Linked DNA regions of Bombyx mori: region 2 is linked to region 1. Evidence: chromatin contacts called from public Hi-C data. All regions are on one chromosome and are shown on one strand. Each heading gives the region's core, a stretch centred on a gene start, on an enhancer-like site or on the middle of the called end of the contact. The rest is flanking DNA. Distances are from core to core; before and after follow the strand shown.

Region 1 (2,843 bases), core at 196-2,695:
AAATAGTTAAAGATTAGAATAAGATTAAAAAGCAGATTCTTTCTGTATGAATTTATATACATTCATAGCCATGATCTGCGAACTTAGAACAATAAATAAATCATAACAAAAACTTTGAATGGCTGCAGGGAAAATATCACCATTATACCCCACATACCCAATCCCCATTATTTTACTGGCAAAAAACTTTCAATGAATTTTTTTAAACACGAGTATGAGTATTCTCCGCTGAAATAAAATAGAAAAAATAATGGCTAGGGATTTAGTCAGGAACAAACTGTAATACTGTAGGCAATAGGGACTACACCGATCCTTGTGATTTCAAGTATTCATATCGAAGCTTGAAAGGCAAACGTGACTAAGCGATAATGCGTGAACTTTACAGTAGACTAATTTAAAGTTGAAATACCTGAAAACAAAATTTATTTTAATGAATCTAGCTGTATGATTGAAATGATTTTAATAGACCTACAAATTTATTTTTCGTTGCGCACTGAATATGGTTATTGCTTATCATTTATGTACAAAGCAGTTATAGTCGCTTAGTCAAGTTTGCCTTTCAAGCGTCGATTTATTCTTAATTTCTGTAACTTCAAGCAAAGGAAATTTTGGTGTAAGACACCAGAATTCAGCTTTTAAAATATAACAAGAGCATGTTAAACTTTTTCGAAAAAAAAAAGAAAAAGAATTACAGCTGTAGTTTTGGTTTGATAAACAAAAACTTATTTACATGATTGTTACTATAAGTGGCACCGTACGACGATGAAAGCGACAAGTTTAGTTACCATTATGGAATTTCACAGCAGATGATATGTTATGTACAACAACACGGTCTAACGAAAAGAGTTTTACGTAGGTACAATATCAGATAATGACGATGAGTCAACGAGCGTTTGACAGTTGCGCCCGGCGATCGATCCTCATAACAGCGGCCGCGGCCTTTCGACAATATGCCCAAACTACAAAGCCATTTGTTTTCTTTCCAACGACGTCCCTGCGCCATTTCAACCGACATTAACGGCCTACTGCAAATTAAAGAACGTAATTTCACCGGCACCACCTATTAGATTATGGCGACCGTTGTTTCTGCATAGGCTCGTTTTTAAATATCGCAAAATCTAAAGCTTTCAACACTGCTTTGAAGTTTATCTATTTCGAAAGCCTCGCTGTGAGGCTTCAGTTACGCCTTCTGATACTTCTCGAATCCGCAATGCGGTAAAAAAAACGGCCATCACAATAATATAATGGAGGCCGTCATCACTATAAACACCGATGCATAACTTCTCCGAAATACGACCCGGAAACTGTTCCTCGTGATCTTCTGAAGGCACTCCCGACACCTTTCAATAGAAATAGCACTCACCATTGTAGATTAACTTGGATTATCTGGAGCTACACTAAAAAATCACAGACTACGCCGCAAAAGCGACCGCACGGACCGACGGCTGAAACGATACTGCCGCCCTCACTCGCGCGAGTGGCCTCGCTGAGAAACTCGGGATCGCGGTTCGGATCGAGCTCGGCCGCGAATCGTTCCGAATCGACTACTCGATTCGTCGCACTGTCATATCCGTCTTTCGTTCACGAGAAGGTTAGTTTCGCAAGCTGCAGGGCGGAAACGGTCTACACAATGATTATCCTCGGAACGTCCAAGTCCATGTTTCGGGACGCACAACACAGGATTAAATTTGCTCTGCAAAGGATAGTCGGTTTTATAAGGGGCGGGTGCGGCGGCGTAGAGCGCGAACCGGCGCGCGCCGATTGGCCGCCGCGCACCTGCAATGCGTCACTGCGGCCGCGAGCCCCACGCCAGCGAGAGCGGCGCCCGCCCGTGCCCGCTCCCGAGCGCCGCTGCCCCAGATCCGCGCCGCAGTGCCGCCCGCAGGCGCCGCTAACGAGATAACACGGGCTTCCCGACGCCGCGCCCCCACACACGCATTCCTACTGAAAGTAAACGTTGCCCTATCTTGTCGCAATATCATCTTCCGTATGATTCGCACACAATCGGAATGCCGGAAATAATAAAAAATTAAAAAACAAAAAAACAATTACCATAATTTCCTACCAATTAATATAGACAATTGAATTATGATAGTACCTACCAAAGTAATCTCTTTTATTTAAAGATACGTAAAAGCAGACTAAAAATATGAACTTGTAGATTGTTTATGATCGCTTTATTGTTTACGTGTTTATTGACCCTGAAAAATCAAACAAAGGCTTCAGGTTCGATTTAGTATCTTAAATATTTTTAGCATCTGGGGCTCTAGGTATATTTGTTCTCGTCTCGTGTATATATTTCCAGTATACATAATACAAGAAAAACCTAGCTTGACACTGTTATTTGAGGATTTTTATTTACAATGTGTGCAATGAGATGTAATTAAAAACACACGTCGGAAATATTTATGAAGCATTCATTGTAAGAACCCCGTAAGATTAGTACTAGTCACAAAGAGATTCTTATTACATTGTAGAAGATATTATAGAAACGAAAATGAATGTAATGAAAGGCATGCAGATTATAACTTTAATTTATCATTTCCATAAAAAGATTTTTTGTAGCTAAAGGGGCAATCACGAATTCTGTACTGTAAAACCTTATATTTAAATAATGTTCATTTCATCCTTTCAGATTAGATGGTTTTAAAGTTATAATATTATAATATTAAAAATTTTAACTCATTTTAAGAGAAAAAATTAATTGTCAATTTTATTAAACAATCGATTGTCGATTGTAAGTATCGATTTTATGCAAGTCAAGAAACACATCACCATTGTTTAGATGACAGTACTACCATCTGTGATTGAGTTATAGAACTAAATTGAAAAATGAAAGTTTT
Region 2 (2,843 bases), core at 230-2,729, 35 kb before region 1:
TATAAACAAATAAATTATTACATATGTACTTCATTATTATACAAAAAAATAATTCACATAGCCTTAAATAACAATAAAACTAATTAATAATAGTCGCCGCGAAGACGACCATGGACCGCATACAAACGGGATTAAAACTAGAGGTGCACAGACACAATAGGTGACATTAAATAAAAGTGAAGAAGGGGGTGGGGTGGAGGTTCCGTGAAATGAAACACCGATCCTTATTGACCTAAAAATGAAGAAACATTTATTTTCAGTATGTCTTTTGTAAAATTTTATAACAGAATGAATCAAACGTGGTAAGATAATAACAGAGCGGATTTACTTTCCATTTCGATAGAATTAAGTTTTTACCAACAATAGAAATATAATAATATTTTATTAAGTCATTTACACAAATACAATTACAATGCAGTATCGATAAATCTAATTTATTCGTTTAACCGAGTTAGTTAAATTTTTTTAAACATTTATTACATTAATGAATGTACACGGAGCGAGCGAGCGAGGCGTCGCCTCGGGCTGGCTACTTGCGGACACAGAATACACATTTTTTTGGGATTTTCCAATGATTTTTTTTCTCACGTACTTTATAAATATATATAGTGTATGCATCGGAAGGTGCGGGCGCCGCGCACAGAGGCACGCACGCACACATATACACAAATATAAGTTAGGAGCCGACACGAGCCCGACACTTATACCATCACATTGCGACGCACACCGGACGTCTTCCCTTTGTACCGCTACAGTTAAACTTCTCTTACATAGTTAAATTAACGGAATACTTTAAATCTAAATAAAAAGAGGGGGCGGGGCGGGGGGCGAGGGGCCGCCCGCGCCGCCGCGCGAACTTCCTAACTGAAACGATGACAGTATTTAATTTATCGCAAACACTAGAGAAATGCAGGTCCAATACGATGCTAATATTGTGTGTCATGAAACAAAATGTATATTTAAATTCTCTGCTTTTTACACACACACTAGCCGGCGGCTCACTTCGACGTCATCATGGTGACGAACTCTGAAAACAGAAGCAGAACGCAGGCATTACAAGTCGCCCTGGGGCATCATCACGCGCCGCGGCCGCACGCGGACCCACCTCGCATAACGTGACGTGGCTAAGATAAGAGTGTTAACACAAAAATATTACACACAACGAAAAAATAACCGACAGTGATAGAGATGCACTAATAACAGCTATCGGACAGATCAGCGGAGGCGGTGAGTCCGACGCGGCGCGCGCTAACAACGTACCGGAACATAAACGTTACCTCGGCATGCCACTACAAGGGACTGTGGGAAATACCACCCTCTGACGTAAGCGCGACGCGGCGGGAAGCGCCCCTCGATATCGCCAGGTGGTATTTCTCTTGGAAAAACTTATATACAAATATTAGACGCATGCACCAATCAATAGGAAAGAGTCGACCGTGCCCCGCGCGAGACAGGATCGACGAACAGCGAGAGAGAGAGAGAGAGAGGGGGCGGAGAGAGGGGGACGGAGAGCGGGGAGCGGCTAACGTGTCCAAGGCAGGTACATGTAATGACGAGCAGCAAACCATTCAGATTAAGACTGGGGTATACCTATAATCGCACCGCACTCGCCGCACGCCGTCCGACAATCGCACCGATCGCTACACACTACAAGAGGAAATCGTTTCGAGATCACAGCGTTATCGTAGTCTTTTCTTATGGACACTAGTGATGCTAGTGATGCTAGTGTACTAATATCACGATTGCGGATGGTGCGCGAGCGCTAGCGGCCGCCCTCGCCGCGACCGAATATGATTTGGGCGAGTGCATGGAAGTCTGCAAGAGAGAGAACGCTCGGTCGGATGATACGGTCCACCAACTCTGGCCGGCAGTAGACGCATGCAGACAGACGCAGGCGGCACATGCGAAGCGCCGGCGGCCGGGCGGGCGGCTCCTCGAGCACCGCCCGACCGCCGCTTTCAAACAATAACTCAATAAATTAATCAACGTCTCGCTTTCAAAGAGATCAACGCGAACATGGTGTTCGTAAATCAAGTCTACACGACGCGTGGGATTACTGAGCAAAAATGATTTTACGAGAAGTATAATGTCGAGTCAGTTTATAAATAAATGGCGGAGCATTGGGGCGGGCAAGCACGACGGTTGGCGTTAGTTCGTGCGGTGGGGTCTATCGACATGCTGGACCGAGCCTCACTGCGCGCCCGCTTTACTTCGAGAGGTGCTTGCGTAGTACAACACGTCTAGTTGTATCTTTTCATTTCCGGCAGGGCCTTCATTACGTTTATTTCACATCAATAATGGCTACAATAACAGCGTAACGAAGACCCAAATCACATTTACAATTTGGGATCCGATACTACTGACATTTTTGAATAAAAACAAAGATCCCAAAATATTTGTTAAGCTGTGTTCAAAGCGAAAATCACACTAGACATTCGTACAAACAAAAGTTATACGTTTGCACGACTAATTAATGTATTCAAATTTACTGTGAAAATCACTTCAAAAAGCACAGCCTGTACATTCATTCACATACAAATGACAGACAAGCAGAGCAAAACTAACAAATAGGCGATTTCGACAGGTTTATGAATGTAAAATAATGCGAACGAAAACCATTAACCATTTCAAAGCGCACTATTCTGGAGCGCGTAATCGGAAATCATTTTTCAATAAACGGATGGAACACACTTAGCGAACCACCAAACTTGGATGCACTACAAGCAGGAACAAAGGGCACATCTATTCACTGGTTTTGCTCAGGTGTACAAGACTGGAAGCGTGAACACTACTACTACTCTGCGGAGAGCTCACCTTCGTAATTGACCTGGCCGTCGCCGTCG

Evidence for each region. Hi-C and Micro-C count contacts between places; a contact is called where the count stands out from the background.
Region 2: a contact with region 1 is called in a Hi-C map of posterior silk gland, with 1.9 times the contacts expected there. The contact joins the enhancer-like site here to the promoter of LOC692927 in region 1. A contact is called at or near these places in 7 of 7 Hi-C or Micro-C datasets (middle silk gland, midgut, posterior silk gland and 2 more).

The regions. Positions count from the first base shown.
Region 1 is chr23:643,811-646,653 of ASM3026992v2, reverse strand. It overlaps LOC692927 (calmodulin), which reads right to left and starts at 1,445. Exons shown (of 4, transcript NM_001046769.1): 1 at 1,364-1,445. The coding sequence starts at 1,366.
Region 2 is chr23:678,982-681,824 of ASM3026992v2, reverse strand. LOC692927 (calmodulin) reads right to left here. Exons shown (of 4, transcript NM_001046769.1): 3 at 2,815-2,843; 4 at 700-1,027. The coding sequence ends at 999. Among protein-coding and RNA genes, the nearest start is that of LOC110384731, 17 kb to the left of the region's middle. Within about 2 kb of position 1,479, at least 6 of the 8 cell types and tissues checked have open chromatin away from gene starts, as enhancers often do.